Regions from separate parts of the Gossypium hirsutum genome. Here region 1 is linked to region 2. Evidence: chromatin contacts called from public Hi-C data. All regions are on one chromosome and are shown on one strand. The core of a region is the stretch at or near the end of the contact, and the rest is flanking DNA. Distances in the headings are between cores, read along the strand shown. Region 1 holds the start of LOC107900941 (rhodanese-like domain-containing protein 4, chloroplastic). Region 2 holds the start of LOC107900949 (protein PRY1).

Region 1 (7,526 bases), core at 1,546-4,045, 360 kb after region 2:
TGTGTTGATCGTCAAACACCTCAGGTTCCACGGGAATCAGTTGTCTACATCCAAACTGTCGTAGCACTCTATCTGACTGGTGCGGCTCCACGGTCGCGTAGTTGATCAACGCGACTTTCACGTACCAAGCATTTCGATTTTGTAAGAACTCATCCGAAATTACTGCCCGAATTACTGGATCCTCATATGGTGTCCATTGAAACTATATGAACAGTATAGAAATATTAGTTATATACATAATATTAAATACTAAATACTAATTACCAATCGACTAGCGAATGATGGAAATATCAATTTTATTTAATACTTACATGTGCTTCCGACTGTTGGTCTAATAGAAGTCGTATATCTTCAAGTTCGGTAGGTAATCGAGCATGACTTGCCGGATGGTTCCACCTAATTAAATAAACTTTTAGCATACTTTTATTTTTAAATATCTACATAATAATTGTAAAATCTAATATAAAATTTACCTTGTTATGAGTGGGAATGTATATGGGTGGTCCACTCGAGGACGTAGAAATAGAAAACGAAACCGTGCCCATGACTGCAGTAGTGACAGACAACCTCTTATTTTTGCTCTCCTCGGTCGCGTCGCCCCACACATCTCCCTATATAATGTGGCCAAGACGGCATACCCCCAACTCAATTCACCGGTTGTTCTAAAATCAACGTGTTTCAGCAGCCATCTTAGATGTACGCGGCTCCGTGATAAGTCCGGCATCAGATAACCTCCAATTAACTGAAGAATGTATGCCCAAGCATATCGGATTCTTTCTATTTCGGTTGAATCTTCATCCGGATTCGGGAATGTGTCTTGCAACCAGCCCATCTCGATCTTACCTTCGTTCATTTTCTCTGGAATAGCACCCAGAAGCTCGTAGCACACCGCTGGCCAATCGCTAGATTGGGCAGACCCCGTGACTGGGTACCCGTCCACTGGTAATCCCAATTGCAAGCTGACGTCTTCCAAAGTGATAGTGCACTCTCCACATGGAAGATGGAATATGTGCGTCTCGGGTCTCCACCTCTCGATCAACGCACTGATTAGTTTCGGGTCCACCTTACATCCCCGGCCTACCGTTGCCACGTGCCAAAAACCCGCTTCCCATAGGTAGTTCTCTACCAATGGTGATGGAGGAGCATGCATATTCCAGATATTGCATTCCAATACCCGATCTACAGACTTTTATAACAAATAATAAATTAATAATTATCTAAAAATGCATAAATAAAAAAATCTTAAATAATATTTAAAAATTAAATTTAACACTTACCATCTTCATTTGTTCCACGGATATGTGGTGCTTATCAAGACGAGTCAATCCTCCGTCCATTACTGAAATCGTACAAATTTTTTCGGTTTAAAAATTGGGGATTTAAGAGTGATTTTTTTCGGTTTAAAAAAATCAAAATTATTTAAAATTATTTAAAAATAGGGATTTAAGAGAAATTTAAAAGGAAATTGAGAGCTAATTGAGATTAAATATGAATTTGAGAGAAATTTGGAAGGAAATTGAGAGGAAATTTGAGAGAAGATTTGTTTGTGAAAAAAAAGGGTGGGGGTATTTATAGGTTTTTTTTTACCGTTGGGGGTGGGGCAACGGTCAAATTTTTGACCGTTGCACTGTTCACGAGCGGTCTAAATCGCGTCCCCAGGGACGCGCCACTTCATCAAAGCGCAACCACGTCAGAGCGCTTTGCTGACGTGGCAACAAATCGCGCTCTCAAAGCAGCGCTTTGTTGCCATGTCAGCATAGCGCGCTGACGTGGACGCGATTTGCTGACATATCCCCTGACTTCGCGTTGACGTGGACGCGATTTAGGGGAAAGGGGTCCATTCCGGTAAATAATAAAATACCGGGCCCATTTCAGTAAATTTAAAAAAAATTGACTTTTTTTGGTAAATTGCCCCTAATATTACATCACATCATCATTTAAATATTTTATAAAATTCTAATTTTTAAGTGATAATATGATGATACAATATCAAATGTGTCAAATAAATAAAATTGAAAAAGTTGTTAAGTTTGAGGATTAACGAAAATAATTCAAAGACTAAGTAGAGAATTATCAAAATCAGGACTTTATCTCTTTTTCTAAGGTTTAATATATCATTTGGTACTTGAATTTGATAATTTTTTTAATGTGCTACCTGTGTTGTTTTTTGGTCTAATTTAATATATATATTTGACAAATGTTATATTTTTTTACACCCAAAGGTTACAATGCTAACTTTTTTAGTGTATAATTTGGATTTTAGGATTTATTTAATGAAAGTTAATCGCTAATAGTATTAGGTTTAAATTTTTTATGATTTTGTTAATAGAATAAATGTAGTGTTAATTGTGAATTTATTTTATTTTCATTTAATTTGTCAAATACAATCTAATTAATGTGAATTAATTTAGGTTTAGGGTTGATATGATGAAAGTTAATTACTAATATTATTAGCTAAGAATTTTTATAAAATCAATTTTAAAGCTCGAATTAAAAACTAAAAAGTTAATATTGTTACATTCATGTACCTAAATATATATAATTTTTGTCAAATGTAGTTATCATAAAGACAAAAAAAACATATATTACAATAAAAAAATTTCAAACTAAAATACCAAGGTAAATTAAAGATAATTAAGTATAACGTTTTTGCCGTATAAAAAGGAAGGTACTAAAGTTTAGACTTTAGATGCACTATTGAATTTGTGCAGACAATTATTAGCCACACAAATGAGTTTAGATGAGGAACAGTCCTAAAGACATGATCAAAAAGCCTCTCATCTCACTTCCAACGTGTCATGAAATGACTGGCAGAGATCTCATATCTCGTTCCACCTCACCACCATTTCATCATTCAAAGTGCACCTTCCAAAGCTAAGGGCCTCTGAGCCTTGTTGTCATCCAATCAATTCCAACAAAAATCCTCCATTGTTGATGGTTCAAGCCTTTCCATCATACATTTGACACCCATCTCTTTGCATAAAAATTATGCAAATGAGGACCCTCAATGCAGCAACTCCAAGTTTGACACCTCTCTCGGTTCTTTCTGAGACAAGAACCGAGACCAGAAAAGCACCATTGCTCCCCATTGCTTCACCACTCAAACTACCCAACTCCCCGGCTTTTATTAAGACCCAACCAGCTTTGCACCAGTGTTTTTCAAGAACCTTGCATGGGGGTTTACTGCTACTGCCATCACTTCTCCCCAATGGTTTCGCTAAAGCCTTGTCATACGAGGAAGCCCTACAGCAGACTACGGGATTCTCCTCGTCTGTTGATTTTGACCCAAATGGGATCCTTGATACCGTTGTCAGTTTTGTAACTGAGAATCCCACGGTTATAGCTGGTGGCACCGTTGCTTTAGCAGTTCCTTTGATTTTGTCTCGTCTGTTAAAGAATCCAAAGCCATGGGGAGTTGAGTCTGCAAGGAGTGCTTACGCCAAGCTAGGTGACGATGCCACTGCTCAGTTGCTGGACATAAGGCCTCTCAAGGAGTCTAGAGATGTTGGTAGCCCTGACATTAAGGGATTTGGGAAGAAACCGGTGTCAATTGCCTACAATGGTGAAGATAAACCAGGGTTCTTGACAAAACTGTCTTTGAAATTCAAGGAACCTGAAAATACTACCTTATTCATTATAGACAAGTAAGCTTCTGAAAACCCTATGCCTTGTATATATTTGTTCATATGTGAATTCCCAGCATTGTCTATGAAACCTTCGTTTCTAGTTAAGGATCCACTCTTATTGATGATTGTATCACTGTATCTGAGATTAAATGGTTTGTGTGTTGGTTGTGGAGGAAGAATGTAGAAATGTATATGCCTATACGGAGGCTCATTGGCCTTAAGCTACACAATAGAATATGGCCATTGCCTCTTTCTTAATTGATCCTAACCCATAAATTAACTGCATTTTGTTCCAAGGGTTGAAGGTTTCTAAATTGATAGTCTATACGTTCTTAACTGTTGAAATGTGTCCTTTAAACATATGTAAGCATTGGCTGACAAATATTTTATTTGTAACTATATGCAGTTTGTTTGTAGGAAAGATGAAATTAGAACTTTCATTTGATTCATCTTCTCATATTGCTTTAAATTTGTGTTGAAAGCCAGATTTGATGGGAATTCCGAACTGGTTGCGGAGTTGGTCACTGCAAATGGATTCAAAGCTGCTTATGCAGTCAAAGATGGTGCTGAAGGACCACGGGGATGGGTGGTATGTGCTGTTCTAAATCAATTTTTTTTGTTTCTTTCTCCATTTTTTCTAAATTTAGCAATTGCACCTTTTGAGAATGGTTTCAATTTTGCAGAACAGTGGTCTTCCCTGGATACAACCAAAGAAAGGTCTTGACCTTAGCAATTTGACAGAAGCATTCGCTGAGGCCTTCGGAGTACCTATCTTCATCTCCTAATTGCTTATTCACTTTTAAGATTTTGATGTCATAGAGAGACTTTTCTAGATCTTGAATTGATTTTGTTGGAAAGTTCTTCAGCCTTTCTTATTAGTTTTCTTCTATATGATAAATGGTTGTGATAATCTGCAGGAGGGATCAGATGGCCTTTCTGTTACTGTGGGGATTGCTGCAGCTGCAGGGTTAGGCCTTTTGGCTTTTTCAGAGGTTAGGTTTTTGAGTCCTTTTAGTACAGTACCTCTGATTATATATATACACACACACCTCGAAACAACTCAAATTGTGGGTTTGCCATATCTTCTGCAGATAGAAACGATCCTTCAACTTTTAGGCTCAGCTGCTATTGTGCAGCTTGTAAGCAAGAAATTCCTGTATGCAGAGGTAAGTCTCCACTTTATATTAAATTGGATAATCAAATGTCCTAAAAGCCTAAGCCCTGTGTAGAAAGTAAGTGCAAGATGAGCAAAGATAAATGACCATTGCATGGTCCAATAGGCAACAGTACACTCATCCAGTGACTGTTTGTTCTAAATGCTTAAGCTCATACAAAATGATATGGTTATGAACAAATATGGAATGTGTCACTTAACTTATGTCTCTAGTTCCGTAAGGCCAAAACATAATGGTTTGACTTTCTACTCTGCTATTTATAACAGAACCGAAAGCAAACACTTAAACAAGTTGATGAATTCTTAAACACGAAGGTGGCTCCTAAGGAACTTGTCGATGATGTAAAGGTATCCAACCTTGATATAGACCTTGGTTATTATTTGTATGCTATTTTTATCTTGCATGACTAATTTTTCTATTTTTTGTATTTGCCTGTGAACTCAGCAAATTGGAGCAGCCCTTTTACCAACAACTACCACTAGCAAGGCTCTTCCTGCACCTACGGAGGAAAAACCTGAACCCAAAGTCAAAGCAGTGGCAGAAGCCCCTCAAACAAATTCAGTTCCCGAAACAGTACCCGAGGCAGATGGAATCACTGGATTTTCAAGACCACTTTCCCCATATGCTTCTGTAATGTCACTTTTTATCACTCCATATGCTGTTGTATGTGCTTGTATTAGAAATTGAAAAATGCTTATGTTTCCATTATTTATGGTGGCAGTATCCAGATTTGAAGCCTCCAACATCGCCTACTCCATCACATCCTGCCACTAGCAAAGCTATTCTTTCACCTCCAGAGGCAAAACCGGAGCCAAAAGTCGAAGCAGCAGCAGAAACCCCTTCTCTAATTAATTCAGTTCCCAAAACAGATGGAAACTCCGGATATCCTAAACCACTTTCACCATATCCTTCGGTAATGTCTCACTTTTATTACTCCATGAATTCCTTGTTTCATCTTATAGTATTTTATAAAGTACTAGAACCTGTTGTTTCATTTTCCCCTTCCTACAGTTTCATGCACAAAGGAAAAAAAATGCTTACATTTGGCATTTTTTCCTATCTTTATGGTTGCAGTATCCAGATTTGAAGCCACCAACATCTCCTACTCCATCACAGCCCTAGCTTCATGGTTTCATTACACTGTGTCAGTTTCTTCGGCCAGCGAAGCAATTGGTTGGTCGGGAAACTTTAAAGCTATCAAGTAAGTTGTGTAATCTACCCCCCTGTTAGATGGTTTTCTAGCTTATGCAACGATTGTATCGAAAAATGAGAATCTCCCAAAAGTCTGCTGCAATCATCTGTGTTAATTCATTTGGGCTTTCTTGTAATTACTAGTTATATTATAGATCTTACTTCATAATTTTGAAAGAACCCTTTTTAGCATTTTGAGTCAACATTTGAACGAATAATACGATGCAAGCATGTGAAGGTGTCAAGGCATTGTCTTTTGTAGATCAGATGTGAAAAGATATTTGCTTTAATTACATTGTTTTTGAAGATTCAATTAAAATATCGTAGATAGTAGAAGTTCGAATCTCAAACTTGGACTCGATAGTGGTAAATTCCGAGTTCAATCATGTAAAAACTTTACTAAAATACTACTTCATGAATTCATCATGTAAATGAACATATGCTCATTTAACAATCTACCTTCATCTCTATAATGGAAAACCTCTAATTTTGGCTCTCAACATTTATATATTTTTGTCCGTTTGATTTTTTTTTAGTTAAATTTGATCAGAGTTTACTTGTGTTTTTTTTATCTGAAATACTAAATAAGATGTTAAATTATTAAACATATTAGTCCACATGTACTCCTTGTTATTTTTTTGAACTTTTTATAATTTTTGTGAATTTTGAATTTTTTATTTTCTTGAATATTTTTATAATTTTTAAATTATTTATTAAATTGACATATAAAATAAATAGTATTGTATATACAAATTACTACACGGGTCGTTATGTCAACACTATTAAAAAAATAATGTTTTAGTCAATAATTTTATTTAGAAAACTTATGAAAGAAAACACGCTTTCAAGCAACCTATAGAAAGTGGCAATGTTGGAATAGTGAAAAACCAAAGAGGGAAAGGAAAGTGTAGAACAATTGGTTGTGAACATTTTTGGTTCATCGCCGGGCCCAAACAAGAGGCTCAACGTTAAAGGAACAGGTGTAAATTAGAAATGAAAATACCTGCAAGTGGTGAGTGTAATAACGAGTTCATTGTATTTAAAATTAAATTTTGAAAACTGATATTATTAGAAAGTATGACTATAAAACCAACATAGAAAAAAAAATCAGAAATGTTGACGAATGATGTATATAAATGATGTACATACTTGAATGTCAGGCAATGAGCATAGTAACGCTTATGATTTTAACTTTGACCAGATTCATGCATTACTATGTTAATTGCTTACAACACGACACTCCACATTGAGATTTGTTGATGGGTGACATCCACATTGGTATTACACTGTCCCAATCTCTCAAAACTTTATCTGTTACCAATGAGATAATCTAAAACCCATTTGTTTTCAACACATAACTGTTCCAGCATGTTATTCCAAGATAAGAGATGGAAACAACCTTATGTTTGATGTAACAGACAATGGAAATCAAAAACAGCAATGAACAGAAGCGACAATTCACCCAGAATTTTTGGTTACCTGTAAATATCAGATGAATGTTGTGGACTTTTTATTAGGCTTCTTCCTCTTATGT
Region 2 (7,242 bases), core at 353-2,852:
AAGAGCTTCGATCTTTTCTATGACATCTCAGGTGAGCTTGGTTTACTCTTAGATAGTATCTTTCATTTGCAGCATCAATCATTCATCAATGAGTTTCAATACTGTGGTCGGCAGTGACAACCAAGATAGTTCTTTTAAATTTAACATCGGTTTAATTATTTCCATGTCTCCATTTCCACTTTCGTTTTTCCCTCAACTTGCTCCAGTTCCTCTTTTCCTGTTACTTATCCTCACCTTGGCTCTAAATTGTATGATTTTACTATATGTTCATTAATATTCCTTGAAATTTTTGGTCCATTTCTTTATGTGATTAGTCGTTATTCAATTTGGTCAATGGTGTTCTCAATGAGTATAACTAATCTATAAATATTTTGAATTTGGTTCATGAATTAAAAAATAAAATTCATTACCATATCCTTTTTTTCCAAACAAATTCCAGTAAATTCTAATATTTTAGAAGTGTAATTCTCTTAGGTTTGGAATCATAAAAGTTAAAATTTAAATTTAGATGTCCTCTGTTATAAGAATTATGAAAATAATATGTATATAGTATGCATAATCTGCTTCTTAAAAGATGACAGTCAATAAATTTATAATTTTATGCTCTCATTTTCAATATTTTCTACATATAGTACTAATCAAATACAAATTGGATGGTTGGTAGGTTGCTATGAGGTAGATATTTTAGTCAATGTACTTATGTTCATACCATTCATTAATACAATATAACCTTTTTTTGATAAACTTTGAAATTTTAAAAAGACTTAAATTTTTTCGATAAATTTGGAGTGATTACTTAATTTTACTTTTTACATGAAAGGTAAGTAATTTAACCAATAGAATTAAGATTATATGTATATTTTATTAGCTTCTATAATAAAATAACCTGGGTTAATTATATGATTTAATCATTACGGAGACCCCAATGATGGGCGAAGAGGAAGGCCATGAAAGAAAAGAGATAAAATGGTAGCTAATACCGAAAGGATGATGCTTCCTTTTTGCTTATTTTACATCAGTTCATATTGATGAACATCACTATGATTGGGCTTATACAAGTAAGAAGTTGGACACCATTTTAATAATTATTTTCTTTTCTTTCCTCTTAAAGCTTTCCTTTTAGCATGAAACTAATAGACATATGGCTATTCATCATCATATAGAGGAGACAGAGCTATAACTTCACTCCATTTATCAAAGTTTTGATGTGGTCGGAAGCGTTGGTTGATGATAGCATCTTTTTGTGTTTCCGTACAAGTTTTGTTTTTGAAAATTAACTTAATGGGATGACGGTTGAATCATTTCTTTATTTGGTAATTTTCATTAGGGCAAGTAGTCAAAGTACAATTCAATTATGATAATGGTTTCTTTTTGATTTGTTTTAAATATATAGGAAATTCTCCCGGAGCGGAGCCATACTAGTAATAGTAATAGTAATAGTAATAGTATATTGTGAAAAGGCAAAGAAAAATGGATGGTAATCCTAAAATGCCGTTGAATCATACAATCCTTCCTTAACATCTCTTTTGTGTTTGTGTTGGGGTCCTCCCTCCCTCCCCAAACCAAAACCAAATCTGGTTTAGACGAAGACAATACAATTCAATGGGATCCCATATTTTCACACCCTTCTTCATCCTTACCTTTTTCTTTCAACTTTCTCCCCTTGTTTTAACTCTCCTAGATTTGCGCAACATACCTCCACATGAAAATCCAGTCTCTCAACAGCCTCAGTTTTCAAATCCAAATCCAGCTCGAAACCAACCTTTAAATCCCAAGCCTCTCCCCCATCCAAATCCATCCGAATCTATCGAAATCCAAATCCATCCCAAGTTACTAGTGAATCCCTCTAAAGATCCTCAGGGTACATACCAATTTTCAAGCCGTCAACCAATTCGAAAGCCATCTGAAATCCTAATCTCTCAACAATCTCAGAATTCATCTGATAACCCAAACCCTCAGCAACCTTCAAATACAAACCAAGATACAAACTCTCAACAGCTTCAAAACCCAACCCAACAACCTCAAAATCAAAGCACTCAACCATTTCAACCGAAGCCGCTAACCCCCAGTTCTCCTGATTCAGATGCGCAACAATTCCTCGACACCCACAACGCTGCTCGAATTCACGAGAATGAACCATTATACACCTGGGATCAAAAGTTGGCTGACTTTGCTCGATCATGGGGCAATAAGCGCATCAACGATTGCAGAATAGTCCACTCCAATGCGCCCTATGGCGAGAACATCTTCGTGGCGAACAACGACCACTGGACACCTCGAGAGGCTGTCCAAAGGTGGGTGGGTGAAGAGCAATATTATGATAAGAAAACCTTTGCTTGCCAACCGGGGAAACTCTGCGGCCATTATACACAGATTGTATGGAGGGATTCAATAAGAGTAGGATGTGCCCGAGTTAGGTGTGCTAACGGTGGCCTTTTTGTTATGTGCAACTATGAGCCTCCTGGAAATTACAAGAATGAAAATCCATTTGTTCCACACAATCAGTAGACATTCGAGGAATATAGCCCACGCTATATATGTTTTCAAGCTTCACTAATTAATTTATTCATTTTATATTTTATCCATAGTTTATTGTTTGTTTAATAACGTGCAAATTTTGCTACAATCATTATCCTATTCCTAGGTTTTTCTTTTTAAATTCATATCATTTTAAAAACACAAATCAATATCTTTTTAAAAGATAAGGCATCTTAATTTGAGTCATTTTGCACATTTTCATAATTTTTTATAAAATTTATTTTAACAATTCGATCGTCATATACCATACTTCATTCATGTAAATCATGCATCTCAAGTTTTATATAAATTAAAATTTTCTAAGTATTCATTTTATGTAAAAAAAATTCAACCATTTAATATATATTAATATAAACAATATTTTCGATCGATATAATAGAAATATCATAATGATTTAAAAAATTACATACATGACAATTATATTTATCTTGATAAATTTAACGCTGGACTATTAAAATATTAATCATATAAAAATTATAAAATGATGTAAACTACACCAATATAACTAAATCTCTTTCCTTTTTAATATTCCACTTTATTATTGTTTACAATTATACTTAGTTAAAAAATGAAGATACAAATTTAAACCAATTGAACATTAACTTACTATTATTGTTATTGTAATAATTAGGAGCTTCAAATTTAAACCAACTGAGCTTTAACTTAGTATTATTGGTATTGTAATAACTAAAAATCATAGAGATTCAAGCACGTTTAAGTACATCTTTAAAAGTTGAAAAAGAATTATAAATTGCAGGTATTGTTTAAGAAAACTCAAGCCTATAATATAAATATAAATACATGCCAAGTAATCCAATCATCAAACAAATTGTCTACCTTATTTACATTATGGGGGGAAAATCAAGCTATACACACTAAAATTCACAAACACCACACCACCTTATAAGGTCAAAAAGAGAAGCTTTAGCATGCAACATACCTAAATCAACATTAACGGGTATGGCAAATGGATCACTCTCCATAGACGCCTATGGGGAAGTCCACCAAGGGATGCAAATCATTTCTATAACTGACCATCTTGTTAATTTGAACAATATAACAATACCCAAAAAGGAAAACATAAATGGGGCAAAATTATAATGTCATACAATTGAAAGAAATGGATTATGAAATGTCAATTGCTATGAAAAAAAAATCAAAAAGGTGAAATCAGTCTTAACAACATTCTGTGATCCAAGATCTAATAAATTTCCTAACTGAAGTATACACCAAAATTGTCACTTCAATAGCGCCCTACTTAATCCCCGTTAGTTAGTTACCACTTGAATCTTCAGAATAAACCGTAACAGTCAGAGTTTTCAACATTCTCTTAACCCAGTTGGATAATTTCCTTCAATAACTTTCTAAGCAGCAAAAAGATGACATAAAGAAACTGTGAAATTACAATACCTGCTTCGAAAAGCCACTTCTTTCCTTGTTCATACTATCATCTAAAATCATGTAGAAATTCAGACGTACAGAATCTGCGGAAAAATTTAGGATTGTTAATATGATTGTTCAAAGTGAAACGGAAGAATCTTCTGCATGTGTATGATTTTAAGAGAGAAGGATGAGCTTACAAGGCATTACAGCAGGCCTCTGTTAAACAAAACCAACCTCAATTTAAGATTGCAAATCCAACGTGGATTTACATTTGTTACCATGAAGCTAGAAAGATGTCTTTGCCTTTTTGTAGGGTTGATCGAAGTTTATTTCTTCTACCCTTTTCCTGACAATCCTGCTATCCAAGAAATAAAGCTTTCAGCTATGTAGCACTGGGAGTACAACTTTCACTAACAAAAGCCAGTAGATTTTGGACATTCACTCTCCCTGATGACTCTGTTGTATATAACTTTAAAAGACTGTGAACCATATGGTCGACTTAGCAAACTGATTGGCATTCTCAACGTCTGTTTTCGGTTTCTTCTACCCCTTATTAGAATGCTGAAGGTTTTCTCACCATCACTCTTCCTTTCAGCATCGCCTTCAGTATTTTTGTTCAGGTTGTTGCGTTGGCTCAGTCCGTTCTCAGAATTGTCAATCATGTTTTCATTCAAGCAAACATTTTCCTGTATATTTTCCAAACCAACTCTAGCTTCTTCCTTAACACGAGTTATTGCCAGAGGTGCTGAAAGGTTGACTTCTTTCTTAGCTTCTCCAACAGTGTCAATATCTAGTGGGAGCATAGGAGCTGAACTTGGATTTGCATCACCTTGCACTTCAGGCTCCAGTATCTGATCAGCAATTGGCTCAATAGTCGGTGATGGTACAGAGAATTCCATTGGATGACCAGGCCAAACTGTCCCAGGAATAAACTCTGGCATACTGGGGTTCACATTGCACTGCCATGAGAATTGACTGGGATGAAAAGGAGTGCTAGTTACAGGAAAGGTCATTGTTGGTACAGGTTGGGATTGAGCATAGGGTGGATACATAAAGGGTAGAGACTGCATCATGTTTGGAGTTGGAGGAGGTGAGGGATATGGATGATGAGGAGAGGAGCAGATTGGATTTGGTAAGATGGTAGATGGTGCAGAGTGAAGAGGCATGTTAACTGCCCAAGGTGCAATGGCTGGAACAGGTCTAGGAGGAGGAGGAAGGGAGATGTTCATGGGGAGTGGAGCAGCACGTGAAATCGATGTTGATGGGTTGAAAGGAGCGGCAGATGCAGACAGCTTCTTATTGGCAAGCCCCTGACCGTTACCAGAGTTTAGGACCAAGGGCTTGCCTTTCAATTCTTCTACCCCTTGTAATGTGGAGTTTGAATTACTGTGCAGTTCAAAACTTCTAGATAGATCCTTCTCACAAAGTTCCTTTTTAGGAGAATCAATTGAAACACTTGTAGATAAATCCTTCTCACAGATTTCCGTTTTAGGAGAATCAATTGAATCAGGTACACCATTTACGAATATGCCATCCTGTACAACTTCATGAACCTCATTACCTCCAGCCTCAAGTTCTTGTCCCTCCAGTCTCTCGGACACCATCAAACAAGAGTTATCTTCCATCACAGCAGTTGGCCTAGTTTCTTCCTTTTTTTCATCCACACCAATTTCCCCTTTCGAGATTTCCTCTTTCAAGCTCTCTGTTGAATCCAGTATAGTGTTCTCACTCTTCTTTTCAAATATGTTCTCCATTCCCGTAGTCAACTGATCAGTATCGTCTTTTGTTTCATTCATTTCCTCTCGATGTTTTTCAATGGTGAAGTCTGGGTTATCAGGACAACTAGTTTCAAGCCTGAAATGTAGTTTGGAGATACTACCCGGAGGGGCCAATGCTACTTCCTTGTACGAAGGAGATTTCCCAAGACTGACTGTAGAATTTTTTGGATAGTGATCATTAGGTGTAAAGGCAGAGGCAGAGTCCCCAGGTCTAAACACCTCACCTCCATTTCTAGAGATCTCAGTTGTCCTTTTAGTAGATGAAGAAGTGGACTTAACCCTGTACGTAACGGTTTTAATTATTCTCCTTCCAAATCTTGAACCTTGGGAGGGATTAATAGTGTGCTGATCCACATGACCTCCATGAGATATTGTTCGTTTCTTCAAACGGTAATACCTATTATTTTGATGACTGGCCTTGACTAGAGGGAGTTCCATATCAGGATCAACATTCTTTTTCTGATAACTGAAAACCTTGCCTATACTTGCTCGTCTCTGCTTTAGTCTTCTCCCAAGTGATACAGATGTTCTTACCCTTTGAACGGGTTGCCACCCATCATCCCCTTCAGCATGTGTTTCAGATAGGATGCAATTACCAAGGTCTGGTCTTGCCTCTGTTGTCTCTTCTGTAACAGGAGCCTGAGACCGTGCTGGCAAAGAGCTCATCTCCTGGTTAGCATCCAGTTTATCTTCCGGTTGAGGTACATGTGTCTCCTCATCTGAAGCTTTGTTCACACCCACTTTAGAGGATTCCTCACAACTTGGATAAAGTTTTCCCTTCACCTGTAGAGGAGAATCGGGATTCATAAGAGGTGCATGTTGGATAAAAAGAAAAAGAAAATAATGCATCTGATGGTCCATGCTAGCAGCCATGTTGCTCTTTCCTGATTTACATACTTGCAACCATCCAGGTTTTAACTGAAGTTGGAATGAAAAATTTTCCCCTTCTTTGGAGAAGAATGTGCCATCATATATGTTTTACTGTATCAGGCACAATTATTTTTTTTCCTATTGGACATGGATGACATCCCTTTCTAGAGACAACATTTCTACCAGATTCTATAGATACCATGCTAGCTCCACAGCCCCGCATCTAAAGGTCCTACTTTAACTGTTCTCCATCCACAATAAGCCTTCTCAACATTATATGGACAAGCTTGGAATAGGTTTAATGAAGCACAAAATCTGGTTATGGTAATTTGGCTAGCTCAGTAGTTGAGGAGCTGAAACTACATATTTCTTTCTATAGTTCTTAGCCATTAGTACAATCTGCAAAAAACTTGGTCACCAGCCCCTAGATAATGCGCTAGTATTAACTCATTTCAATCAATGTCATTATTAAAGAGAATCAGATTTGGGTCTGGTTCCTATCATCAACAATAAGTTTGACCAACCACAAATTAAACTCTATCCTACCTTCATAATACAGCTTCTTTTCCTTCCTGCTGCAGCATCTTTCCCTTTGGCATCATGATTTGGATTAATATAGTCAAGCAAATCAGATACACTGCAGAGTAGCATAAACATAAGAAACAGCGTAAAT

Evidence for each region. A called contact is a pair of places that touch in the nucleus more often than the background predicts.
Region 1: a Hi-C map of leaf shows a contact between it and region 2, with 2.3 times the contacts expected there. The contact joins the promoter of LOC107900941 here to the promoter of LOC107900949 in region 2. A contact is called at or near these places in 2 of 34 Hi-C or Micro-C datasets (both in leaf).

The regions. Positions count from the first base shown.
Region 1 is chrD08:49,610,820-49,618,345 of Gossypium_hirsutum_v2.1, forward strand. LOC107900941 (rhodanese-like domain-containing protein 4, chloroplastic) reads left to right here and starts at 2,796. Exons shown (of 9, transcript XM_016826733.2): 1 at 2,796-3,644; 2 at 4,113-4,215; 3 at 4,310-4,390; 4 at 4,544-4,618; 5 at 4,718-4,792; 6 at 5,068-5,148; 7 at 5,246-5,431; 8 at 5,523-5,714; 9 at 5,876-6,237. The coding sequence starts at 2,989. The coding sequence ends at 5,923.
Region 2 is chrD08:49,253,765-49,261,006 of Gossypium_hirsutum_v2.1, forward strand. LOC107900949 (protein PRY1) reads left to right here and starts at 1,603. Exons shown (of 1, transcript XM_016826753.2): 1 at 1,603-2,579. The coding sequence starts at 1,603. The coding sequence ends at 2,508. LOC107900948 (protein TSS) reads right to left here. Exons shown (of 26, transcript XM_041098246.1): 23 at 7,116-7,206; 24 at 4,119-6,482; 25 at 3,949-4,022; 26 at 2,326-2,461. The coding sequence ends at 4,332.